Regions from separate parts of the Ovis aries genome. Here region 2 is linked to region 1. The links are chromatin contacts, called in public Hi-C maps. All regions are on one chromosome and are shown on one strand. The core of a region is the stretch at or near the end of the contact, and the rest is flanking DNA. Distances in the headings are between cores, read along the strand shown.

Evidence for each region. Hi-C and Micro-C count contacts between places; a contact is called where the count stands out from the background.
Region 2: a Hi-C map of liver shows a contact between it and region 1, with 4 times the contacts expected there. The contact joins two enhancer-like sites. A contact is called at or near these places in 2 of 16 Hi-C or Micro-C datasets (liver and tail adipose tissue).

What each region holds. Positions count from the first base shown.
Region 1 is chr7:13,766,105-13,773,875 of ARS-UI_Ramb_v3.0, reverse strand. No RefSeq gene overlaps it. Among named protein-coding and RNA genes, the nearest start is that of SMAD3, 98 kb to the left of the region's middle. Within about 2 kb of position 5,840, at least 7 of the 54 cell types and tissues checked have an H3K27ac peak or open chromatin away from gene starts, as enhancers often do. A contact at or near this core is called in liver, where this site is marked.
Region 2 is chr7:13,989,189-13,995,973 of ARS-UI_Ramb_v3.0, reverse strand. SMAD3 (SMAD family member 3) reads right to left here. Exons shown (of 9, transcript XM_060418884.1): 9 at 837-5,175. The coding sequence ends at 5,052. AAGAB (alpha and gamma adaptin binding protein) reads left to right here. Exons shown (of 10, transcript XR_009601420.1): 9 at 481-700. Among named protein-coding and RNA genes, the nearest start is that of AAGAB, 81 kb to the left of the region's middle. Within about 2 kb of position 2,418, at least 13 of the 54 cell types and tissues checked have an H3K27ac peak or open chromatin away from gene starts, as enhancers often do. A contact at or near this core is called in liver, where this site is marked.

The DNA of each region.
Region 1 (7,771 bases), core at 4,591-7,090:
TATCCGGATGTTTGACATCCAGAGAAGGAATATTATTGTTTCTCCCGTCAAATACTGGGGCTCCATTGAAAAATATTTTCAATCTGCCAGACTGAAGTCCTGCGCCTTTGTGAACCTCAGCCAATACACGCAGTCCAGGTGTTGGATCCAGGCCCGTTTCTCCCAGGCAGCCACATTCCTGTCTGGTGTCCTGAACAGGGCACATCTGGTCTTGGTCCCAGAGGCAACTGCTGTGACATTCTCCTATCCTACCAGTGGAGAGAGTTAAGAAAAATCTCTCCCAGTCACTATGGAGAGGCCAGGGGCTGCCAGAGTAAGGATGTAGTCATGCCAAAGCAGGGCTGTGCCCTGGAGGTTACAGAAATGATGTGGCTGAAGTCTCCTTCCGACCAGTCAGTCAGCATCCTCTCAGATGAAGGAGAAGCCTCTCTAGGATGGAGCATGCAAAGTTTACCTGGCCTCTTCCTCTGCTGCTCCACATTCAGAACATTGTTTTTTTTTTGGTGGGGCGTGGCGGGTGGGAGTGTTCTTTTTTCTACACTATAAATGTGATGCACAGTCCCGAAACCAAATTTAGAAACTATAGACAAGAAAAAGGGGGAAATGAAATTCAACCAACTTTCCATTTCCTTGAGACAATAATAAATCTATTATACTTTATATAATTAAGCATTATTTTATGCATGATATATAGCTTTTAAAAAATACTAAAATGAAATCATCCAGCATATATTATAACTTGCCTTTTTCACTTACTAGTGTATCATGAATATCTATTTAATAAGTACACCTCTAACAATGCGGGTTCGATCCCTGGGTCAGGAAGATCCCCTAGAGAAGGAAAGGGCAACCCACTCCAATATTCTTGTCTGAGAAATCCCATGGACGGAGGAGCCTGGTGGGCCACGGTCCAGGGAGGCTGCAAAGTGTCGGCCACAACGCAGTGACTAAACAACAGCTACCGAAGGTTAATAGCTATCGAGTATTTTATTCAACTGATGCACAGTAATTCTGTAAACAGTTCTCAATGGGTATTTAGGTAGTCTCTAATTCCTTATTACTATGAGCAACACTATGATGAACATCCACACCGCTGAATCTTAGGGAGTACCTATAATTATTTGTTAAGAGTGATGATAATATACTATAGCAGTAAGAATAAGCCAAGAAAAGAGTGATAATCATAGCTACCATATTTTTAGTGTTCACTCTACTTTATCTGAAAAGAGACATGCAGCTCACCCAATCTACACAACTGTACATGTCCGAGGCAGAATGCATACCCAGGTTTGTCTGACTCCAGGTCCAAATTTCCAAACAGTATCCCCCCCTGTCTTGCTAGTTTGATGCTTCAGAATGATGGAGAACATGGTAAGACCAGCTACTTCTATGAGCAAAAGCCTATGGATGCACTTCATTAGCTGTGAAATGAGTTTCCTGGTCAGAAGCAGTGCTCTGTGAAATACCATGATAGTAAATAAGATACTTGGTAAGTTTATGGATATGGGCAGAAACATTGCGGGCAGGGAAGACAAACCCATATCCAGAATATTCATATCCCCCAGAAGAAGAAAAAGAAGTACTCCCAAAATGGAAGCATTTCAGCGTAACTGATCTGCCATCGGGCGTTTGGCTGGTCTCTCCAAATAGTGGTACCATATTTAGAGCTGTGTTGGTCTCTGCTCTTGTAGGTAGTGTGGGTATTCAGAAGTGACTACCACCAGACTGGTCTTGGCGAGTGAAAGCCCATTTGCTAGGTCAATGCAAAATCTCCATTCATGCTGTCACGGCTGTTTTGTTTATGAGCCGTTGCCATACACAGAATGGGTCAACCTGATAATTAAGATTATTCTGTGCTGAGATGCTCTTTGATGAGCACTCACTTGGCGTTCAGATATCTTCACTTCTGAGCCCACTTGGAGAGGCCCATTCAAATATCTCTTTCTCAGACATTCTTGTCATCAAATTTCCAACTGTATTCTTTCCAAGTCCCTGACCAAACCATTAGCCATGTCCACGAATGAACATAGATCCAAATCCCTAGCCATCTTTCCCTCCAGGCAAGATAAACATCCAGGTGTCCTGCTCAAGGGGCTTTCCTGATGGCTTGCTGCTAAGTAGCTTCAGTCGTGTCCGACTCTGTGCAACCCCAGAGATGGCAGCCCACCAGGCTCCCCCATCCCTGGGATTCTCCTGACAAGAACACTGGAGTGGGTTGCCATTTCCTCTTCCAATGCATGAAAGTGAAAGGTGAAAGTGAAATCGCTCAGTCGTGTCCGACTTTTCGCGACCCCATGGACTGCAGCCTTCCAGGCTCCTCCGTCCATGGGATTTTCCAGGCAAGAGTACTGGAGTGGGGTGCCATTACCTTCTCCGTACTGATGGCTTAGTGGTAAAGAATTCACCTGCCAATAAAGGAGACATGGGTTTGATCCCTGGGTTGGGAAGATCCCCTGGAGAAGGGAATGGCAACCCACTCCTGTATTCTTGCCTGGAGAATTCCCTGGACAGAGGACAGAGGATGTCCCTTCACCACTGTCCTTCAGGGAATCCCTGTGGCACTATAGTGCTAGAGAGCTGCCGCCAGTAGGCTGAGAACAGCTCTTCCATCTCTTACCCATGGACCTCTCTCCACATGCCCTCACATTGGAATTCCTAATGAGCTCCCTAATGGCAATTATAATAAAAGCGTAGAATGTGTCCAAATCCCTCAGTTTGTACCTGGGAACAGCCACTCAATGACCCAGACCTTGGGCTGCTCTCTCAGCTTCATCTTGGTGGACTTAAGGCAAAGACCATGTCTACTGACCTCTTTTATCTAAGAGTGAGCTCTTTTTTCATTACGGATGTTCCCCGAGGGTGGTAGGGACAAGTCTAGCTCCCAGTCCTGATAGCATCCAGTTTCCAGCACCCAGAGCACTCAGCAGAAAGCCCAGGTCCCTTTTCACATATTTTTGTCACTAGGTCACAGAGCTTTATGCAAATCAAGCTAATCAAGAGGAAGAGTCACAACTAAGACATCCCTAAGTTCCAGAGTAGAGTTGTTTTGGTTAGTGTAGCTTAGGAAGTTGTTTGAATATTTCTTATTTTCTCAGCTCTGTGCACAAATCCCACCCATCCGCCTCTTTATCAATTCTGAAACTGAGGTATGTCTTAGTCAGTGCTTGCATTTATTGTAGGTTCCCTGAATCCCCAAGGAAAAAAACAAGGCTATTATATCAATGCTGACTATGTTCAGTCAAGTTAGTTCTTGGCATTGAGGTATTAGGGAACGTGATAGCCAAAGCCATGGGAATGGGTGACATTACCTAAGGTTAAGATGCGGCAGTAGGAAAGAAACTGAGCTAGTAGATAAGGTAAAAATTAGTGGTATGCTTATATCGGTTAACAATTGAATGCTTATTGTGTGCTTGGTATTGTTTTAAAGGCTTTGCAAACATTACGTACTTTAATTCTGATCATAACCTTGTCAGCTAGACTTTGCTATCATCAGCAGCATCCCATTTTATGGATGAGGGGATCGAGGAAACCTGCTCAGATCATAGAGATAGGACCTCAACTCTGGCAATTCTGGCTCCAAAGTCCTCTCCCAGCTTCCCACCTCAGGGTTAGACACTTAATCAGGCATTTTTCAGTGCCAAACTGGGTACTTCGGACTTAGCTATCAGAGTTCTTGCTTGCAAGTAATAGAAACTGACCTCTTTCTTGAAGAAGGAAAGGGATGTATGTAGAGGCTATTTGTTCAGGCATTAACCACCAGCAGCTCTAAGCCCATGAGGAGAAATGCTGACAACACGCCAACCCCTGATCACTCTCAGCTCCAGGAAAAGCGGATATCTGGACATTTATGTGTCCTGGTCAGATGCACCACCTCTGATATGTTCTTGCCAAAATAATACGCCCAAATCTGATCAAGCTTCTGACACAATGACAGATTTCCCAGAAGTGCAGAGGCCAGAGGACATGTCAAATAAAACTATGAAACAGCAATCAGCCAAGACCAGAACGTAGAAAATTCTCTAGGAAAACCGACCCTAACTCTTCAGGATATAAGAGGCACAACCCCCGCCCCCAACACACACACACACACCCAAAAAAAGGAGGGAAAACCTTTACAGATGGAAACCCATTAAACAGCATGTTAGCCAAATACAATGGGTGAATATTGTTTGGATCCTGATTTGAATAAACCAACCATAGAAATATTTTTTAGACAATTAGGGAAGACTAAATATGGCCCGGGTATTAAATGATACTGAAGAATCACTATTAGTGGTGTAGGTTGGCATAACGGTTACAGCTATTTGTGTGGTTTTTAAGTCTGTATCTGTTAGAGACATATACTGAAGTATTTATGATTGAAATGATAGGATGTCTGAAAGTTGCTTTAAAATAAATTACGTAAATCCTCCACTCTAAAGAAGAGGGCTCACAGCTCCCCACTGTTTACATGTGTGCTGCACATACAGACTTTCTTCCAAAGAGCACACTGTGGAAGGGGTGGGTGGGGAGATGAATAACTCTACAGTGGAGAAACCTCCCCAGGACTGCTTCAGCCAGGTGATCAAGGCCAACATCAACTACAGTAAATCATGTTGATGGTATGGAGCAACGAAAACAGCACTTTACCTACGCCACCTTCCTGAAACACATCACCCCAGTCTAACTGTGAGAAAACCAGTAGACAAGTTCCAGCAAGGGGACCTCCTGCAGTCTACCTGACCAGTACCCCTCAAAACTGTCAAGGTCATCAAACACAAGGGCACTCTGTAAAAGAAAAACAGTTTCTCTACTCACAATACTCTTGACACGAAGTGTGGATTTTCCACACCGAGAAATTCTCCAGTTTTCTGTGGACACCAACTGTGTGTACTACAATTTAATTTAATTCTGACATTAACTACCTGGAGTTAATGCAGGCCCCACATTTTAAGGGCTCAGTCCCACAAGACTGCCCCTACTTCCGACGTTAACCACCAAGTGATGGGTGTCCAGATGACCCGCAGTTCTGTCTGACTTGGCTACAAATCAGGGGTTCCCATGATCCTCTCCCCAGCATCAATAATTTGCTATAACAGCTCACAGAATTTGGGGAAACACTTAAATTTACTGGTGCCATTTCAAGGAACAGCAGGTACTTAGGATAAAGTCCAGAAGGGTCCCCAAAGCAGGTATTTCTATCCCTCCCCGTGCAGACATCCAAGTCCAGGGATGTGTTTACCAAACCTGGAAGCTCTTTGAACACCAAGCCTGGCTCTTGGGAGGCATTCATTCAAGACTGAAGGGATGAAATGCTCTGATTGTAAATGATCTTGCCTCTTAGGGTGAAGATGATGAAATCCTGGAGTTGTAAAGCCAGGGTTCCAGCACTGACTCTCCCACTGGCTGTGTGCCTTTCAGGAAATCATTGTCCTTCTCTGAGCCTGCCCTCCCCTCCTGTTGTAATAAAGGAAGTTGCGGCCCAAATGGGTTTTTATCTTACCATTCCTCAGTCAAGGTCAACGTCACTGCCTGGACAAAGAGTCCAGTGAAGCGGGTCCTGCTGCCAGGAAGACTGGCTCACAGCTGGCCTGGTGACTCCCCACGCCAACCCTGCCCTCTCCACTGCTAGAGGGAAGACAGGTCCGCCACACACACTGGCAACGGGACCTTCGGAAGGGCCTTGAGGGAAGAGGGAAAGGTCACTCCCCTATCCCCCAAGGGCTTTGCCTGTTCTGGAGTCTTTGGCCATAATTGAGGCCACCTGTGAAGGTCTCAGTCACAAACGTCCTGGGGTGGGGACCCCTGCAGAGAAAGTCCAGAAGGAGGGCCAGGTCACAGCACCGCTCACTCAGGACCCAAGGTCTGCCCCAGCCTGGCCCCTCCTGGCCCAGGCGCTGGCTCTGAGGGAGCGCAGGAGAGCCGGGTTGGATGACGCACACTTCTTTCCAGGGGGAGGGAGCCTCAGAGAGGAGCGAATCCCAGGACATAAATCAAATGGGGTGTAAAATTGTTCTGAGCCACGCTTCGTAAAGCTGCTGCAACATGTCTTTAGTAGCAGCCCCAGAGCCAGGGAGACACACAGGCAGGCACCTGGTGGGTGGGAAGGGTGGCAATTAGTCCAGAAGTGATGATGCAGGGCCTCACAGCTCGTCTTGGGGGACACTGTTGACCCCCTCCTGACCCCCTCTGGTGGGACAGGAGGAAGGGAGCTGAGGGGCAGGTGCTGAAGTTTGGCTTGTCCTTACCAGCCCTTCCTCTTCAAATTCTCTGAGAATTTCACTGTGGGCACACCCACCTACAGCTTAATCTACAGAGGGGCCAAGGGCCCAGGAAGGGCCATCAGCAAGCCATCAGCTATTTCAGACATGGCCAGGGCCCAGGGAGCCCAGTATGCTGCTAGGCTGAGGTCAGCAGTCAGCTAATTCCCCTGTGATCTGGCATCTTGGCCAGAGGCATAGGGAGGAGCCTGCTTGAGTGATTCGGGATCTGTCGGTGATCCCCAGACCTAGATTTTGAAGATGTGTAGCTCCTTTTGTTTGCTCTTTTGCCAAGTAAATATATATATTTTAAACCCTACAATCTGATATCAGTACCATGTAGTCATGTTAATAGCAAGGAAAGAAATTACGATAAGCATAATCACTTTCCTACATTTGCTATATCATCTCAATTTTTCTCATTTCATTGTGAGTAGCAGAGGTCAGCGTTATGCAAGATGTTATGAAGGCCATTAACAAAATGAAAGATGGCCTACTGAATGGGAGAAAATATTTGCACATGATATGACCAAAGGGGTTGATATTCAAAACATGTACATAGTTCATACAACACATCATCACAAAAACCAAACAACTTCATCAAGGAAATAAGCAGAAGACCTGAACATTTTTCCAGAGAGAGCATGCAGAAGCTCAGTTGGCACATGAAAAGATGCTCCACATTGAGAATCATCAGCGAAATGCAAATCAAAACCACAGAGTTATCATCTCATCTCTGTCAGAATGCTGACCGTCAAAAAGAACACAAATAACAAACGGTGAGGATGTGGGGAAAAGGGAACCCTTGCACACTGTTGGTGGGAATGTAAACTGGGGCAGCCACTGCGGAACAGTGTGGAGGGTTCTCAAAAACCTAAAAAGAGAACTACCATCAGTTCAGTTCGGTTCAGTCGCTCAGTCGTGTCCGACCCTTTGCGATCCCATGAACTGCAGCACGCCAGGCCTCCCTGTCCATCACCAACTCCCGGAGTTCACTCAGACTCATGTCCATCGAGTCAGTGATGCCATCCAGCCATCTCATCCTCTGTCGTCCCCTTCTCCTCCTGCCCCCAATCCCTCCCAGCATCAGAGTCTTTTCCAATGAGTCAACTCTTCGCATGAGGTGGCCAAAGCACTGGAGTTTCAGCTTTCGCATCATTCCTTCCAAAGAACACGAGGGCTGATCTCCTTCAGGATGGATTGGTTGGATCTCCTTGCAGTCCAAGGGACCCTCAAGAGTCTTCTCCAACACCACAGTTCAAAAGCATCAATTCTTTGGCACTCAGCCTTCTTCACAGTCCAACTCTCACATCCATACATGACCACAGGAAAAACCATAGCCTTGACTAGACGGACCTTAGTCAGCAAAGTAATGTCTCTGCTTTTGAATATGCTATCAAGGTTGGTCATAACTTTTCATATAACCCAGAAATCCCACTCCTGGGTATATATTTTTAAAAAAACAAACCTGAAATCACTAATTTGAAAAGATACATGCACCGCAATGTCCATAGCAGTATTGCTTAAAATTG
Region 2 (6,785 bases), core at 1,169-3,668, 230 kb before region 1:
TGATTCAGTTGGGGTGTTGTCTGGCTCATGTTTAACAGGCGTCTGGAGTTAAAGTTGTGGAGCTCAGGGACAGGCTGGTTAGAGGAATGGATCTGAGAGTCATTTGCTGAGAAATCGACTAGATAAAACCTTGAGGAAAGTTATTTACGGGTAGGAGGCTGGAACTGGCCAGATAACAATGAAGGTAGGAATGTGATCATTCATGGAGGGCAGACCTACAGACTCACAGGTGCCGTTCCTGTGAAGTCCGCCTCCCTCCTGGGATAGCGAGTACTCGGACTCTGGTGACATCCTTAGAAGGAAGTGACCCAGCTGGAGAATGATTCCAGCTCTCTTCTGCTTTCCCCAGATGGTTTGCTCATTCTAATCATCCTTTTTCTTAATCCACATTATCTCAGGTCAATGTACGACTTAGCCAGGGGAGCCATTTCGAAGTCTCTTTCTCCTTGGGGGTTTGAAATTTAAAATGAATTTCCACAGGAGCTAAGTCACCAGAGCTGGAAAGTTGGCAGAAACCGACTTCTTTAGGAGTCTGAAACTTACCTCCACGCCTGCGGTGAGACTAATCTGGTGACCTGCAGTCACTGGCCAGCGGCTTTCAGACACAGTGGAAGTGAGCAGAGACTGACAGCCTGGAGGCAGCACCGCTGGGAGATGTGCCGGAGCCGGAAGCCCCCGCCCTCACTGCACGCTGCCCTCGGTGAGTGAATCTGGGCAGTGGCAGAATGGGACCTGGCGCACCTAGGCTCAGAGACTCTCTTCCCTGAAGGCCCCAGGCCCTTTAAACTCTCCAGCCAGACATGGCAGCGAGAATGAGTGTGCACTTCCAGCCCAGGTGCTTTTCAATGAAAAGTTTTATTAGAAGGGCACTTACAGGAGGAAGAGAGGGGAGAGAGGACACATTTAACAATAGGGGTACAATGCTTAAACAGGTGCTCAGCTCTTAAGATACAAAAGTTAGAAAAATCTAAAACACTATAAATACATACATGCTTTTTACAAAGGTATTAAAAGGTCAGGCTGGCTGAGAAGGGAAGGTAATCAGCATCCTCCATTCTCTTCCCCACCCAAGCAGGAGTCCCGCCCAGGACAGCCTAGTTGCAACAGCAGCACTGAAGGTGAATGAAGGCTTCTTGGGGGCAGGTGGCTCCAGCCCTCTGTAGAGTTCTCGCCCCTGGGAAGGGAGAGGGGCTGGGTTCAGAGGCCCCTGTGGACGGGCCTGTGTTTGCCTGAGCTAGCTGCCTGTGTTCACATGCTGCCACACAGGGAGCCAGCCTGGGTTGGTGGCTCTGGGGGCCAAGCCCAGAGGCACTGTGGCCCGTCTCTTCCCAAGCCACTGTTCTCGGGAGGAGAGCCGTTTCCAACTTTCTTCCAAAATTAAATAGTTATCTGTCTTGGTTTTAAGAAATTATTACATAAATATAAAAACACCAGAATGCTCGAGTGTACATTACTTCAGCATTAAAAAAAAAAAAAATTTACAGGATCACTTGAGAGAATTTCTCAATCCAGTTTACACAATACATGAGTTTTTCTTTGTGATAGCCGTGTTTCTGAAAGGTTGCTTGTATAGCAAGTCATCTCCCGACTCTCCCATCAGAGATGCCTCTTCAGTTTTGATCCATACATTTTTCTGCTTTCCTACCCACTCGAGAAGTGGCTGATACTCCTCCAAGACTGTTACTTGAAGGAAGGTTCTGGAAGGGAACACCTATACCACACCAAAGTGACACGACTATGTTGAGGTTTTCTTCTAGCAAAGATGTAGATTAGGGAGAAAACTCCAAACAATGCCACCTGAAGTCACAGTGAGATACAGGGTTCAGAACCAAACATGCGCCCTCTAGCCACTGGTAAGCCCCTTGATAAACAGTCGTAGGAGCAGCATGCCAAGTCCTGTCCCTCCCTCCTCTTACAGACTGCAGAGCGTGGCCTGATGGGAGCTCTGGCCCCGCAGAGGTCCTCAGAGCCTCAGCAATGGCAGCTTGGGGCTGCAAATGAAATCAGATCTCTGCCTTCTCCCCAAGTGCATGACATGCACACAGTACTTCAAGAAAACTTTTTTCTGCGGTTTGAGTAAAAGCATTTAGCCCTGGAATATGTCCAAACTCCAGGAAGCCAGAGGGAGATGGAGAAAAACAAACTGAAGCACAAGATATGTGCTACAGCCCATTCCAATACGTTAACAATGATTTAAAAAAAATAATCACCACGGACGATTAAAAAAAAAACCTCACAGACAACATAAGGACAATGGAAAAGTCTGCCAGCAGCCTTGCCCTCCTGTCTGTTCCTCCTAAGAGTCAAAGTCCCCGCTCCTGACTCTGGGTTTGTCTCGAAATGTCAGGTCTGCAGCCTGCCAGGAAGGTGGCCAGCAGAGATGACGTGCCAGCACAGGCCTGTAACCCGAACTGCCAGGGCGGCTACCTACTTGCGCTGGAAGGCTCCCAGTACTAAATAAAGTTAGGAGTGGGGAGGGTGTGGGAGGAGAGGAAAGGGAACAGAAGCTGGCTCCCGGGGGAGGTGCCGAGGCCAGGGTCTAGGGCCCCTGCGCTGTAGCTACACCCAGGTCAGCATTGCCGCAAGGTGAAGGTGGCCTGGCAGGGAGCCCGGACAGTGACACCAAAAGCACTCTCCAGCAGCTGCCATCACCCCCGAGAACTGCCCTCCTCCTGCCCCTTCACCTGTCCTGTCTTTCAATGTATAGATGCCTTTATGCAATAGGGTTTTAAAACTACTTTTTATGACTTGTAGGACACTAATATTACACATGCCTCAAAGCCACTTACGCAGCCTCTATGATGGGAATGAAACCAGATCCTAACCTCTAGGTACAACCAAATTTTCTTTTGAAGGGTACTGAACGTGGTCTTCCCCACTTCTTCCTCACCCGTCCTCCTTCAGCAGTCTAGTTATAAAGAAAAAAGGCCAAGGAAGTAGCTTTTGGGAAAAAACACAAAACTCCATGCCTCCTAGAAGGATTCTTTAGCTTTCAGCATTGTGGGTTCTAAGACGCCATCCAGATGCGGCCAGACGTGACCAACCAGATCACCCAAATTGGGCTGTACCTGGAGGACAGCTGTGTGCCGCAGGAAGTGCTCACAGGAGATCACGGGCCCCTGGAGACTGCTCCCCGTGGGTTTTAGTGGGGGCACTGCGACGGCTCCAGCCAAGGCCGAACTGAAGTTAGAAGCCATACCACCGGTCTCAGAGCTGACCGGGAGCAGAAACACACATCCAGGAGGTTCAGACGATTTCTTGTATCTGTAAGAAGCAGTCCACGATCATTTCACACCAGGCAGAAACTTCAGACCCACAGCATCTGGCCTCAGGTGGAGTGAGGGGCTGTGTGGTGTCTCTGGACTCTGCAGCCCTGTGTGTAGTCCAGGTCTGGCAAGGCGCTCCTGTCTGCTCCTGTGTCCTCTGGAGGCATGGTGAGCAGCCCTCCTACCTGGACTTTGGGGCTGGAGCTTCTGAGGCCTAGGGTCCTGCGAGCAAGGCACCAGGAAGCATCCAGCGTCTCCACACAGCATCACAAATGTCATCACATTTGAGGTTTATACCTGCCAAAAGTACACAACTTTCTTCCCTTCACCTGGAATAATACAGGACTTCCATAGGAAATCCCTTTATTTTTCCTGGTAGAAAACCATGCAAAAAATATGGGATAAGTCATTTCATATAAAAAACAGCAGCAAAGAATAAAGTACCAATTGCAAGTGACAATTCCATCTGCTGTATTCTGCAAAAGGTCAGTATAAGGGGGCTCTTTTTTTTCCAGTTGAAAAAATCTGTAGTAGTTTCCTCACTAATTGCCACAAAGAGCAATACTTACTACACATTCTAACTGCTAGAGTTGTCACTGACGGGCCTCTGCCGTGAGCTAGAGAATCTCATACCTCAGGGGAAAGATGACAGACCTCTTCGCACCAATTCTGCAGTTTTCAAAGGTGTAAAGATAATTTTTTTAATAGCCCTTTTATTTGTCTTTGTCGGCCTGAGATCTTTTCTTGATGAATTTGCTTCTGTCAATTTCAGCTTCCAAAAGTACTGGCAGGTGTCTTAACAAAACCTAGAAAAAGCTTCACTTTGGGAGAGAAGTTGCTGGGTCCCACTCTGGTTTCCCAGTCAGTGTCAACCGGGGTGTTTTTTTTTTTTAATCAAATGTTTAAAAGAACATACGATACAGTTCACTTAATTAACGCAACTGACTATACCAACCAATATAACCAAATGCATGAGAAAGCGGAGCGAGCTCTTACAGGTGACCGGACACCCTCGCACACCTCATGGACAGCTACCTCCTGGGAACACTGTGATTCGGATCTCTTGTGAGATTAACAGGATGATACAAACTGTATGCCGCATATGCGCTGAGCCTCAACAGATCCTGTCAACTGCTGAAAATGAGGGCAAATTTAAGATCATTTTTAAAGAAGAGGTGTCTTACCACCTCTTGCCACCGGTCCCTACGTGCTCGATTGTGGACACCATCAGTAGGCTCAGAGAGGTGGAGACAGACGAGCCCCTTTCCCGCCGCAAGTCAATTCAGCGCCCAGGTACACGGTCTGCTCCTACTGGGGTTTGGGAATATTCAGTGGAAGGGGAGGGCTGGGCCCGTGGTGTGCTCAGACCCTTGCAGGTTTCTCCCTGCCCAGAGCACCCAAGGCAAAGTCCACAGTCCAGTCCTAACCAGGGGGCCAATTCCTGTTGGGCAGTGACGTCTCAGTTTGCTGTCTTTAAGAAAGAAGGGGACCAGGGGAGCGGCAGGTGGTGAAACACTACCTGTCTGCTTACGCCGCCAGAGCAGAAGCCATTTCTTACCCTTCATAGCGGGGCCGAAGGGCCAACGTGTTAAGCAGACAGCTGTTCCTAGAAATCCACCTCTGGGTTTGCTTTCGAGTTTTGGAAAACAGGCTGATGCCACTTTAGTTGAGGGAGAAAAATTTCTTCTTTGACACCAGTGAGTTGAGTTCTGATTTCTCCACCTCCTACATGGCCCTCTTCCCCAGATCCACCCTCCCTCCCCTCCCTCTTCGCTCGCAGTGTCCCTAAGACACGCTGGAACAGCGGATGCTAGGGGAACCCATCTGGGTGAGGACCTTGTCAAGCCACTGCAAAGGTCCGTTCAGGTGCAGCTCAATCCAGCAGGGGGTGCTGGTCACAGTTTGTCTCCTGCAAGACATTTGAGAAAAGGGTGGGTGGGGGCCATTTAGAAGATCCAGCAGCAAGCACACAGATGCGTCGGAGTGGCTTCTGATTTGGTGTCAGTCTTCCCAGAGCCAGAGAGAGAGCCTGCCCTGCCAGACCCTGTCCTGGAGAAGGTGCCACCAACTTGCTGAAACTGCCTGCCAAACTCCTCCACACAGGAAGGGAAAGGAGGTGGCCCCCTTAAAGAGAAACATGTAAGGCAAATACCAGGGTGCCCCAGAGGCCCACCGGTTGCCGTGAGGGGCCCCTGATGGAGAACCTCCAGCCAGAGCAAAGGTCTTCCCAGCCTCCTGTCCTAAGTAGGCACCCACAGCTCCCCTGCCTCCAGCCCTGGCAGGCCACAGTGACGGGCGTCTGTCTAGTTGAGGGGTGTTTTTTAACAAAGTGCCGACAGAGTCCGCATGCCGTCGGTCCCCAATGTGCTGATATAATTCCCATCTATGGCCTTATTTTGGAAAATCTTACGAGCAGAGCGAGCCATGGAACAATTACTGGAAAAAAACTAAGGCACACCACACGTTTCTTTTCCCCAAAGCCCTCTGTCTAAATTCGGGCTGGTTGATGACGCAGCTCGCAGGCGAGCTCCCAAAGGCCTCCGCTGAGCAAAAGGCTATCTGCTGAGGCCGGAGGCGCGGGTGCCAGCTGGAGGTGAGAGGCCCGGGCCCCAGGCCCGGCTCTCGGCCACCTCACAGGAAGGGATGAAACCTTCCTCTCCTTGGCCCAGGAGGCAGAGGAGGGCGAGACTGTTCTGGGAAGGGGCCGCGCCGCCAGTCAGGCTGCTCCACAGGGCTGCCAGGCGGCAGTGACGTGGTGGGCCGCACAGGCCTGGCTGTGCTGGCAGCGTGTCCTGCGCGGTGACACAGTGGCCCCAGGGAAAGGCTCTGGCCAACAAAGGGCCTCTTCCCCCAGCACTTGAAGCTGGAGGGCCGCGTGCCGTGCCAGGTTGAGAGCCGCCAACCCCAGGGCACCACCCTCCTCGCCTGGCCTGCACATCGTCTGAGCGGAAGGTTAGAAACGGGCTTGCAGACTTGGCCCCGGGGCGCCTGCCTGACCCGGGTGCCTGCGTGCGACCCTCAAGACGGCAGTCTGAGTGTTAGGAGAGACACACAGACCTCCCTCTGACTCTTTCCCCACTGGGTCCATCTTTAAATATTTCCCTTCCCCAACAAAAAACAAGACTAGTTTTCTAACCTTTCTTGTTGCCTAAATGATTCCAGCCAAGGCTAAGAGGTGAGCTAAAAAGTCCCTCGGGCTGGGCCGTGGGCCTGGGCTAATCGCAGGCTGTTAGCCGCCTGAAGGCCGACCACTCGGACCGCCCAAGTGGTCACACCTCCCCCGTTTGAGAGAGACCCCGCGACCGAGGGCTCCGCTCCCCAGCGCTGTGGGGCAGACTCGGAGAGCAGCAGCTAGAGTACGGTCAGTGACAGACGAGGGTTTTATGGACCGAAACCCTCTAGTGAGAATCTGACTTTCCATAAGTCGCGCTCATCTGGATTCCATTATAAATGGTGGCCCAGAGCCAACACTGAAATGGGTTTGGCCCGGGTGCAGAATGACTGCAAAACAAGATGGAT